Regions from separate parts of the Mus musculus genome. Here region 2 is linked to region 1. Evidence: chromatin contacts called from public promoter capture Hi-C data. All regions are on one chromosome and are shown on one strand. The core of a region is the stretch at or near the end of the contact, and the rest is flanking DNA. Distances in the headings are between cores, read along the strand shown. Region 1 has its middle 23 kb from the start of Fam221a. Region 2 holds the start of Stk31 (serine threonine kinase 31).

The links. Promoter capture Hi-C pulls out the DNA fragments that hold promoters and counts their contacts.
Region 2: a promoter capture Hi-C map of trophoblast stem cells shows a contact between it and region 1, with 2.4 times the contacts expected there. The contact joins the promoter of Stk31 here to the enhancer-like site in region 1. A contact is called at or near these places in 5 of 39 promoter capture datasets (liver, maxillary cranial neural crest, second pharyngeal arch cranial neural crest and 2 more), 1 of 115 datasets of contacts at active chromatin or transcription factors (embryonic stem cells) and 3 of 9 other capture datasets (adipose tissue, liver and pancreatic islet).

The regions. Positions count from the first base shown.
Region 1 is chr6:49,342,015-49,348,383 of GRCm38.p6, reverse strand. No RefSeq gene overlaps it. Among named protein-coding and RNA genes, the nearest start is that of Fam221a, 23 kb to the left of the region's middle. Within about 2 kb of position 4,278, at least 21 of the 459 cell types and tissues checked have an H3K27ac peak or open chromatin away from gene starts, as enhancers often do. A contact at or near this core is called in trophoblast stem cells, where this site is marked.
Region 2 is chr6:49,393,882-49,400,123 of GRCm38.p6, reverse strand. It overlaps Stk31 (serine threonine kinase 31), which reads right to left and starts at 4,520. Exons shown (of 24, transcript NM_029916.2): 1 at 4,440-4,520; 2 at 2,017-2,063; 3 at 1,876-1,928. The coding sequence starts at 4,489.

The DNA.
Region 1 (6,369 bases), core at 3,029-5,528:
CTTTTATAAACACAACTATGCTCTCAGAGGGGCCTCATGGTCACTGCTTGGTCCTTTCAGTCCCTAAACAAAAAGAGAGTCTATGGGGGAACATTTCTCATTCAAACCACTACAAGTGTCAAAAGATTTTGGGACCATTTTTAAACAAGAAACGTATTCTTAATTACAAATAAAAACCTTAACTTGCAAGGACAAACAGAAACTTACGTTTTAGCTTCATACAGAAACCTTAACCTACACAGGACAAACAAGAACTTAATTCCTAACTGTCTTAACTGTAAAGAGAACCCTTAACCTGCAGGGTGTGTTATTCCTGTTTTAGTCTCACACCAGGTTGGACATCAGAGACAGATCTGAGAGCTCACATCAACTCAAACAGCAAACAGGAAGCACAGAGGGCAAATCAAGATGGTGGTAGTCTTTAGACTCACATTCTCCCTCCAGCAAAGTCACCACCTACGCCTCCCCGAACAGCACAGATTGAGTGTATTCAATGCCAAAGACCAGGGACATTTATCTTTTAAACCAGCACAGCTGGGGTCAGAGCTTAGTGGTAGAAGCAGATCGAAGGAGGGGAAGACTGGAGGGAGAGAGGAAAGAAATGAAGGAAAGAAAGGAAGAAATGGAAGTTTGGTTTCCGGACTCCAGGATGAGGGACTGAGGTGTGTATTTTACAAATCAAGCAGACCTGGCCTCCAGGTTCTCCCAGCATCCCTCAGTCCTTACCTGGCTTACTCTGCCCCCAACCAACCCTGAACTTTCTAGCCTAGAGGCTGGGCTGCCCATCGCCCAAGGGTATTCTCTTTTTCTTCCTTTCTTCTTCCTCTTCCTCCTTCTCCTCCTCCTTCTCCCCCCCTCCTCCTCCTTCTTTTTCCCTGTCTCCCTTTCTCTTCTCCTCCCCCCATCCCACTCCCACCACCACCACCCACACCCCTACCCCCAGTCCCCAAGGTGACTTCCCTGGCCTTGGTCCTTGGGGCCAGTGAACTCACCAGCCCAAGAGAAGCCTCCCAGTAAACCTGCCTTTAATATATTCTAATCTGGCTAGAATTGGCTCATTTCACCAGCAGAGAAATAGGCTATCAAATAATTTTTTCTCAGAGACCATTTGTTATTATTTTTTAAAAAGAGAGAAGGCAGGGGCTGGAGAGATGGCTCAGTGGTTAAGAGCACTGACTGCTCTTCCGAAGGTCCTGAGTTCAATTCCCAGCAACTACATGGTGGCTCACAACCTCATAATGAGATCTGACGCCCTCTTCTGGTGTGTCTGAAGTCAGCTACAGTGTACTTACATATGATAACAAATAAATCGAGAGACAAGAAAAGAAAGAAAGAAAGAAAGAAAGAAAGAAAGAAAGAAAGAAAGAAAGAAAGAAAGAAAGAAAGAGAGGACTTGTATGAGACATGGCCTCACACAAGCTAGGTACATACTCTACCACTGACAACATCACCAAGTTCAAATTTTAATATATCTATATAGGAACTCCATTTCTCCATTTGCCTCTGGTAGTTGGCTGAATAAGCAAGCCCAAACTCCCTGGAATCTGTGCATGTTTCAACAGACCACAAAAGAGACTTTGTGGCATACAAATCTGGGGAGATTGTCCCAATATCCAGAGGACACTGAGTGTAACTAGGAAGGCTTGCTGGGGAGGCAGGAAGAAGGCAGAGAACCCAACTGCATTGCTGGTTTAGGAACGGAAAGGAGGCCATGAGCCAGGAAACTCGAGGAATGGAGTCCTAAGGGGGTGGGGGCGGGGGCAGGGACGTGGGCCAGGGACCCATTCTTCCATGAGGAGCCTCCAGAGGGAGCAGGTCCTGCCAACACCTTGATCTCAGCCAAGATAACTGATTTCAGATTTCTGAATTACAGAACCATAAGGGAATAATTTTTTTTTCACCCATCAAATTTGTGATTTTTATGACAATCATAGAAAACCAACATACTACTCCCTGTTGCTGGTCTTTACTACTTTGCCGGTTCTTTTTTCCACCCTTTGTCTCCCCACTTTTATCCCCTATCACTGGATAGGAGAGAAAAAAGCATAGAGGGGGGGAGAGAGAAATTGGGATCCCTGGAATCTGATTTCTTTTTGTTTCTTTGAGCACATTACTATCAAAGCACAATTCTCACCTCCACCCCGCTGCCCCCTGAATGACCAACAACCCCAGCCCTGCCTATGGGGCCCTAGCATTTATATAGCCTCAGCTGAGAAAAGGCTTTCATCAGATTAACCTGTAGCCAAGTCTCTAGAGCATTGTTTTTAATTGGTTAGTGACTGATGTGGAAGGGCCCAGATCACTGAGGGTGGTGCTACCCCTGAGCTGATGGTCCTGGGTTCCATAAGAAAGCAGGCTGAGCAAGCTATGGGGAGCAAGCCAGTAAGCAGCTCTCCTCCATGGGCTCTGCTTCAGTTCCTGCCTCCGGACACCTGCTTGAATTCTCCCCCTGACTTCTATGAATGATGGATTGTTTTTGTTTATAAAGATCTATCTTACTCTGTGCATATGTGTGTATACCGCAAGCACACTGGTGCCCGGGGAATGGTAAACTCCATGTAGATGCTAGGTCGGGCCCTTTGTAAGAATAGTAAATGCTCTAACCCACTGAGCCAACTCTCAGCCATCAATGATTGTGATGCAGAAATAGAAGTCAAATAAACCCCTTTGGTCACTGTTTTATCACAGCAACAGAAAAGCAAACTATGACAGTAAAGAAAAAACATAGATAAGCACCAAAAAGAATTTTAAATGTTGATTTTTCTTTAAAAAAAATTGCAATATTTTTGTGGATGGGTGTCTTGCCTGTATGTATATCTGTGTAGCATGTGTATACAGAGCCCACAGAGGCCAGAAGAGGGCATTATGAAACTCCTGAAACGGGAGTTATGAACAGCTGTGAGCTGCCATGTGGGTGTTGGGAATCCATCCCAGGTCTTCTGGAAGAGCAGCTGGTGCTCTTAACTCTTGAACCATCTCTTCGGCCACGTAAAGAGTGGTTCTTTTGTTTGTTTTTGTTTTTCGAGACAGGGTTTCTCTGTATAGCCCTGGGTGTCCAGGCTGGCCTCGAACTCAGAAATCCACCTGCCTCTGCCTCCCAAGTGCTGGGATTAAAGGCATGCGTCACCACGCCTGGCTTAAAGAGTGGTTTTTATAGACGTTGCTAACCTACATGCAAAAGGAATATGAAGATATACTTGATCTACTAAGGCCTTAGTGCGGTCCTAAACTCCTTCTGAACAGATATTTAAAAGTACTGGTACTACTGATCAAATTTAAAAAGCAATAAACTTTTAAAAGCTTTACAGCTTAGCTCCCTTAAGTGTACTCTACTATTGAATTATTTATGCCAAACGTTATAAAATTGAATGTACTTAGCATATCTGGGTCCAGTTTCTAGCTAACCTCATACTCCCACCCTAAATAAAAACAAAACGACTTGAAAAAGCTATAAAATTACAAACTCCTTCTGAGACATTTAACCCTCCTCACTCGCTAACCCAGTATGCATCAGGCATTGTATAAATATCCCCATCTTCTCACTAGCCTCTGCTCATGCTGCTACTGCCTGCGGTCCTTTTGCTCTAGATAGGAGTCTGTTGGGCAGGCGGCTGACTTAGCGGCAGCAGGGAGCAGCAGCAGCAGCAGCAGGGAGCAGCAGTCTCTCTCCTAGGTAGTCGGTGTAACCTACTTAACCATGAAAGCCTAGGACTGTACAACTCTTAAATTCAGATTCCTTAAGCCAGTGGCAGTAGCCAATATTGTAACTCTTGGACGGGGGAATTTGAGACTCTTAGCCCTAAAGACTTGACAGTTCTCTGGAACTCTCTCAGCAAGCAAAGCCTGTGGTTCTCCCCTCTGGCTCTTCACAGCCATCCACCCCACTTTTTCTCAGATCTCCATGCTTCCGTGACTTCTACCATACCCCCTATCCTGCCGCACTGGCAGGATAATACTTAAGTCCCCGGACAATACTTAAGTCCCTAGGACTGCTCATCTGCCTGTTGCTACCATAGCTACTATCAAGCTTGCTGCTACTCAGGAGGCAGCTACTGCCACCGTTGGTCACTGCTCCTACGGCTGCCCCTGACCACAAGCCTTGCAGTTCCATCTCATTTTTGGTTATCCAGCGGCCACAGCTTGGCTTTGAGGGCTCCGAGGGCTTGGTGCCAGATGTCAGTGCTGCTCTTGTTTCTGATGCTTCCTTCATGTCACCAGTTCAACCCACAGTACCAAAATCCCACAAGAAAAGACATCTCTCACAGAAGTCTTTCACGGCGCTTAACGTTGCAAAACCAGGTGTCGCAGTTACCTTTCTTATTACTGTGCTTGAGGGAGAATGAGTGTCTTCTGACTCAGTGTTAGAGTACAGGTCACCATGCAATAGCAACAGGAGGCAGCTCGTCACGTAGTGTATGCAGTCAGGAAGTGGAGCGAAAGGAATGCTGGTGTCCAGCTTGGTTCTCCTTTTTATTCACCACAACTCCCCAGGCCATGGACTGGTGCCACACACGCTGATGGTTCTTACCCCAGTGTGCTCTGGAAGCACCCTCATAGATACATCCAGGGGTATGACTCCCAGGTGATTTTAAAGCCAGTCAAACTGACAATTGTGGTGGTTCAAATGTGGTGTCACCCATAAACTTCAGGCATTTGCCTATTTGGCTCCCACTTGGCTATTTGGGAAGAATTAAGAGATATGGCCTAACTTGCTGGAGGAAGTGTGCCTCTGGAGGTAGGCTTTGAGATGGCAAAAGAATCACGCCATATACAATAGCCTTTTGTACTTCCTACCTGTGGATCGATATGTGAGCTCTCAGCTACTGTACCAGCTACCGTGCCTACTGTGCTCCTTGCCAGGATGGACTCTTATCCCTCTAGAATCATAAATTCAAACAGACCCTTCCTTCAGCTGCCTTGGTCATGGTGTTTTATCACAGCAATAGAAACACTAGTAACTGAGACAGCAATGAAAGTAGCCAACACCCGGGGAAGGAAGATGTCTACCATCTGACTTACCCAGTTAGCTAAGCAGCAATTCTCACAGCAAATGAATCTTTGTGTTCATATCAGTAGCAGAAAACCTTGATGGCTTATATGTGCACCAATCACACAACAGTCCCTCTGTGGGACCCCTCTTGACCTATGTGGAAATGACTTCAGTCATCTACAGTTCAGTGAGGTTTATGATAACAAAATGTAACTCACACTGTCATCTGAGATGCTGGAGCCAAATTGAATACAGTACAATTTGACTAATATAAAATGGTAATCATTGTATAGTTCTTTCTCAGGTTATCAGTTTAGTGTTCAAAGGCCAGCACTGGTATACAGATAATCCAGCTGACGTTTGATTGACAATTCTTTTGTTTACAGCAGCCAGAGAGGCAATGGAGAGTTGTAGAGTCCCTGGAAAATACTTAAGGAATGATTCCTGGGGTTGTGCTGTGCTGTGCACACACATGAACATGCACACAAACATACGTAAACACAACACATATACATGGAGACACAGTACCGCACCATGGCCTCTGCATCAGCTCCTGCCTCCAGGTTACTACCCTGTTTGAGTTCTTGTCCTGACTTCCTTAGATAATGATCAGCAATATGGAAGTGTAAGCCAAATAAACCCTTTCCTCCCCAACTTGAATTTTGGTCATGATCTCAGCAAGAACCTGGAGGCAGAAGCTGATGCAGAGGCCATGGAGGGTGCTGCTTACTGGCTTCTCCATGGTTTGCTCAGCCTGCATTCTTATAGAACCCAGGACCACCAGCCTAGGGATGGCACCACACACGATGGGATGAGACCTCCCATCATTGATCAGTAATTAAGAAAATGCCTTACAGCCTGATCTCATGGAGGCATTTTCTCAAATGAGGCTCCATCCTTTCAGATAATTGTAACTTGTGTCAAGTTGATATAAATCTAGCCAGCACCAAGTGGAAATGGAAGACCAACAGAGAATATGGACAAAGACAATTGACTGACCGATGGGCTGATGTTAGAGACAAAACACACAGCAACATACGCAAAGTAAATCCTACCACTGAGCTACAGTGTCAGCCCAGAGGTCCCATTTATAACCTAAAAATGTCAATAGCAGTTATTTCTGGTGAGAAATTTTCCAGGTTTTCTTCTCATTTTGCAATGATTAGAAAAACTATATATATATATATATGTATATATATGTGTGTGTGTATGTATGTATATGTATGTATATGCATATGTGTATATATATATATTTTTTTTTAACTTATGACCTTTACCATCCCCTAAGTGAAGTTCATAGGACTCATTTACTCATGGCTGGGATTGCAGGTAAAGCCTCACTATATTGGCTTAAGCGCTGGGGTTGGAACCAGGGCTTC
Region 2 (6,242 bases), core at 3,271-5,770, 51 kb before region 1:
TTCTGCCGATATTTCTGTAGTTTTAAGAACTCTTAATCATAGTCTTCTATAGCTCTTTATATAACTTCTACTTTATACACTGTACACTTAACTTCATTATAAAGGAGTTTCCAAGCCATGGGAAGTGTAGTTAAATACAATTTCCTCTCCCTACCCCCATCATGTATAGTTTGCAGAATCAAAAATTCATCAGTAACAGTACATTATAGATTCACTTCTTAACATCTGAAACCCAAGAACTTTGGTGTTTAATACTGTTATGCTGTTTTGTTTTGTTGAGAAAACATCTGTGTAGACCTGGCTGTCCTTGGAGATCCACCTGCCTCTGCCTCCCAGATGCTGGGATAAAAGGGGTGTGCCATCACACCCTGCTTACTTTGTATTTAAAACTGAATATACTTTCCTGATTTGCAGTCTATCATTGAAATAAGACACACTTTATTAGTTCTCCAGATTTCAGAATTATATACTTATCTTACAATAAAATGCAGATCACTAAACAAACAAACAAACAAAACCTGGGTTTTCTTTGTCACCTGCCAGCGGCTAGAGTACAGAAGCTTTTCCTCTCCCTATCTTTACTCCCTTTACAATCTACTACCACCTGATATGCTAGAAACTTTCAAGAAGTTTCTTTGAAATGGTGTAAGTGTATCCAAAATGGTCCAATGTTTGACATATTATCTGAGCTTCCACACAACATAACTTCTAACAAAACAATGCTGTCCCAAACCCCAGCATGGAAAAGGGGAAGTGGGTACCCCTAGCAAAGAAGCTACTCAAAATTGATAGCTTCTGGGAAAGAGAAAATCAGTATTCCTTAATGGAGGGATCCTGGATACATCAATCACACTGTGGATCAGGCCTCAGGTTCAGTCAACACAAACTCAACACCATGGGTTTTCATTTTGTTTTAAGGAACATGAAGTTGTGTGGGTAGGGAGGTGGGTGAGGATTTAGGAGTTGGGAGTGGGAATAAAAGAATCAGAATATACTGTATGAAATGATAAAAGAATAAAAAATAAAAATGTAAAACAGAAGTATGCTAAAAGATTATTTTATAAAGATATGGTGTATTTAACTAATTAATAAGTTAAATGTAATTAATGTTGTTTTTAAAACTATACTGCCCCAAACCTCCATCAACAGAACTATTCACTTGTATACCAAGAAAGTCGGGAAAACACAAAATTCCTGCGTGTGACTTACAGGTAGGCCAACTTGGAAAGGTGCTACCTACAATTCCTTCAGTGTCAGCAGGGACTATGATCCCACATATGCTACACTGGTCCACGACAGGATCAAGAGCAAAACTTTATTTTGAGGGGAAGAAGGGTGTGAGGTGGCTATGTCCACAATACTTTGAATAAAATCCTCAAAGAACTAATAAAAATGAGGAAAGTATTGTGAATGTGTTAAAGGCACAAAAAGAGGACAGAACTTAGCTTTCTGACACACACAGGCCAGAAAGCTAAGATCTGCTTTTGTTGTTTTTTTGGATGTTAAGTAATTTTTTTAAAAAGTGTTTAGCCTAAATTTTCAGGAAACAATCTTACAAAGACCCCTAGGTGGAGCTATAGCTTTAAAAATACAACAGCATGTGGCTTTCTGACCCCATTGAACATGACTCTGAAGTTCCAATCTTGATAATTTTCTTGTTTAATTCAATTGTAAGCATTTTTTTCAACATAGGAAAACTGCATGTTGCAATCAACTGTCTTGTAATTATGTCTTGTGTTATATGATTTAATCAAGATTAGGTACTGGGAATGAAAACAAAAATCACATTTATTATTAGATTTTTATTTTTGTTGGAAAACACTTGAGTTGATAAGAGGAAGGTAGAAAAGAAAAAACAACCAATATTATATTTACCTGGGCCCAAAATGTTACTGCATCTTCTACATGACTTCCAACAACATCTTCAACTAAAATAAAATCACAATGCAAAACAAATTAGAAGTTAATCAGTATCATTTAGTTATTATACCCCCAAATAATATTTAATGCCAGTACCTTTATTGTAATGTGTATCTTCATCCATTTGGACAAGTCCTGGAAAACTAACAATTCAATACCTTGAATTAGGTTTTTATATCCATTAACAGTGAAAAAAATCTAAACCACATATGTTCAAAGTATTTGCCCTAAGATGGTTATCAAAACTCAAACTCTATACTAAAAACTTCCTGTTTTCTCATGACTGTTTCTTGTATTTGTTCTGAAAATATTATAGTTTTCAATGGCAAAACACATTATCTCTGTCCCTATCATTATCTTTAGCCAAATCTTTACAGATTTACAAGTAAGATAACTCAAACAGATTTTGATCACTTATATAAATCAATATTTTGAAACAACATGCAGTGTGTGTGTGTGTGTGTGTGTGTGTGTGTGTGTGTGTGTGTTGTATGTGTCTTGCCTGAATGCACATCTGTGTACATGCAATGCATGTTGAGGCCAGAAGGGGGACAAAAGTGGGCTTCAGATCCACTGGGACTAAAGTTACAGCCATGTAAACTGCTGTGTTGATGCTTCCAGAGAACTAAAGTTCAATGTTTAACAAAACTAAGCTGTCCCAAGTCCCAAATGCCAACATGGAGGAAAGGAATTGAACCCAGTCCTCTAGAAAATCAACAATGCTCTTAACTGCTGAGCCATCTCTCTAAACCCATATTAACAACAACAAAAACAAAAACAAAAACAAAAAAAAAAAACAACAAAAAAAAAAACCTCTCAAACAAGAAAATTCCACAATAAAATAAAAAAATAAATAAATAATAAAATGCCTGAGAGTGGCTAGCCTGGGAGTGGCTATTGGCTATTTTGTTTTTTAAAATGCCCTAGAATTAAAAACTGAAATATATCAAATTTGCCTATTACTTCAAAAATCATGTTTATTACATAAAAAAAGTACTTCAAAAGAAGTGTCTACTACTTTACGATTTGATTCTCAAAAATCCAGGAATCACTTTCTACTCATAAATTAAAATGATAAAATATGTAATCTACTTCACTGTTCAATTCCAACTGATTTTATTTCATTCTCAAAATAGGCGCACTCTCCACCCTCCAAAGCTGGGGGGTGTGGTTAGAGCATTGGTTTGTCCTTCAACTTTAAGGTAATTCTACACATTCCAATAAATAGGGGAAAAACAATTTTTCACAAAACTGCCCTTAAAACGTAGGGTACATGCCATGGTTTGAGACTCATTTTTTGAGAGCTTTTAGATCATCCAAGAACATCTAATCTACATCAAGGTTTCAAATGCTCTCAACTATGAAAAGAGTAATTAACTCATCACAGCAAATAATGGAGCTTATTTATAGGAATTTAAAACTTGCAAATTTTGTCTAGCTTAATTTTTTTTCAAATAACATCACTGAATCATCTTCAAATCTGGGATCCTTTAAAAAGTAGTTTTAAAATTCAGCTGTGGAGAAGCTGTTTTAAAAAAAAAAAATGGAAACAACAATATGAACTAAGCAGTACCCCGGAGCTCTTGTCTCTAGCTGCATATGTATCAAAAGATGGCCTAGTCGGCCATCACTGCAAAGAGAGGCCCATTGGACTTGCAAACTTTATATGCCCCAGTACAGGGGAACGCCAGGACCAAAAAGGGGGAGTGGGTGGGTAGGGGAGTGGGGGTGGGTGGGTATGGGGGACTTTTGGGATAGCATTGGAAATGTAAACGAGCTAAATACCTAATAAAAAATGGAAAAAAATTTTTTTTAAAAAATGGAGTCTTTTAGTGAGAAAGAATATTTCTCTGGAAAACACTATTGTTTGCTTGGTTGGTTGGTTGGTTCTTGGTTGTTTTCGGTTTTTTGAAGACAGGTTTCTCAGTAGCTGTCCTGAACTCTCTCTGTAGACCAGGCTGGCCTCAAACTCAAAGATCTGCCTGCCTCTGCCTCCCGAATGGAGTAGGATTAAGACATGTGTTACCACTGTCACGGGCACAGAAAAAATTAAAAGTTTACTTTGGAAATCCTGCCACTTGTTTTAAGAAACTGGTTTTCTAGCCTTATTTTAAATCGTTGTTAAAAGACTTGCCAAGGAACTGTAGTGACTTTAAGCAGAGGTGGAGGGCACGACGGCGAATTCAAATCTCGCCTTGAAATGGGCCAAGGTGAGGTAAAGATGCTGGCTTTCTGGGGGGCCTGGAAGGCTAAAACCACAGACGTCGCCAGAGGGGAAGAAAGTCGTCCACACAGTGGGTCTGCGGGCAGCTCACCGAGATTTGTCCACACAGTGGGTCTGCGGGCAGCTCACCAAGATTTGTCCACACAGTGGGTCTGCGGGCAGCTCACCGAGAAGCTGCGGCGCCTTCGAGCTCGCCGGAAGTAGGCCTCAGCCCAGACCTAAAACGCCAGCAGCGTGGACAAGAACACCCTGGGAGCGGCCCCTGTCGCCCTCGCCACCAAAGACTACCACTGACCTTACACTTTGCGCCACAGCCGTCCCAGCAAAGAGCCGCTGGCCCCACATACCAGGCGCTCCACCCTCAGCCCTCCAGCCCTCAGGCCAGCCCTTGGCGCCGCTTACCGCCGAGCTTCCACGCCTCAGGGCACGCACTGCGCCTGCGCATGCGCGAGGTGCTGCTGCGCTATAGCGGAGGGAGCGCAGCCCTGGTCACGTGGGTGGCCGGCCTCAAGGCCTCGAGCGCAGCCAGGCCGCCCACGGTCCACGCACGCGCTCCGCTCTGCTCCCGAAAGCAGCAGCCTGGCCCTGTGTGCAGTCAGTTTATAGGAGGGCGCCCCACACCCCGCCAGTGATGTAAGACCGTGACATGAAGTTGCGTGGGTCTTCCTAATTTGTACCTCGAGATTTAAACTTTTTTTTTTTTAAAAGCCAAAATTGGGACAAACTGGATATTCTTTTCCCAAAGAAAAGAATACCGTAATAAGTGACAATATCATTTTATAGATCAATAGCTTTACACATATTTCTCCCCAAACTTCGCATCCACATCAAACATTGCAGGGGACAGCAGGGATCGGTGGGGACTGGGATGGGATAGGGTTATAGGCAAGTTATTACACTTGGAGGAAACATTGCACAGCTAAAAACCATCTCTATCTAGTTCTTTTGTTTTGCAAAGGAATGAATTAAAACCAAGGCCTCACGAAAGATCACTACCAAGGAGCCCTCCATTTAATTTCTAAAGCTTAAAGTATAATTTGCATAGACTACAGATATTAAAGTGTAAAGTATTTTAATATTTTTATACATCACTGAAGTCATCCCCATAATAAAACATTTCCATCAACCTCAAAAGTTTCTTCATGTTGTTTACATTAACTGGCCCTCCTTATGTACCTTTCTGTTTCTTGTAACTGAACGTTAATTCTTTTTTTTTTTTTTTCTAAAACTGTTGACAGAATCACACATAAAGACCATTTTATTTGCCTTCTTTCAAATGGCATGGGTATCTTAAGATAATTCCACCTGTTTTCTTCTATATATCAACAGCTTGTAACTTCCCAGGTACTAGTCCACTGTGGATGCCTAACAGGTTTTCTACATTTCTGGGTAGAAGGGTTGTTTTGACTTTAGACTTCTCTCAAATAAAGCTGTTATGGCCTTCAATTCTTTCCGTGGACATACCCTTTCATTTCTTTTGGGCTAATGTCCCCTAGTGGATGGTTAAATGGTAGAAGAGTGTACAAGAAGTTGCCAGACTATTTAACAAAGAAGCTACTCTAATTTATATTACCACCATCAAAGTTTATATATTCTAGTTGCAAGGCTGAAGAAATGCCTCAGTAGTTAAAAGTAATGTCTGGTCTTCCAGAGGTCCTAGGTTTTGTTCCCAGAACCCACCCATTTGGCAGCTCACAAAGGTCTACTCCAGTTCCAGGGAATCCAACAGCCTCTCTGACTGCCTCAGGCACAAGTGTTGCACAGACATAAATGCAGGCAAAACTCTGATACATATTAAATAAAAATAAATCTTTAAAACCTAATAAAAATTAAAAAGTAATAACTGGTTGTTCCATAGCTTCACCATCACTTAATATGATCACTGTTTTTAATTTTAAATATTTTGTATATAGTGGAGGGACTTCCTTGAGGTTGTTTGCATTTATTTATCTACCAAATAAAAACATTGGGTATCTTTGTGTTGTTGTTGTTGTTGTTGTTGTATGTTTATTTTCTATTCGTCTTCATATATCTTCTTAGGTACTTAAGTATCTCTATTCAAACATTTTTAGATTTTTTTTAAACTGGATTCTTTTGT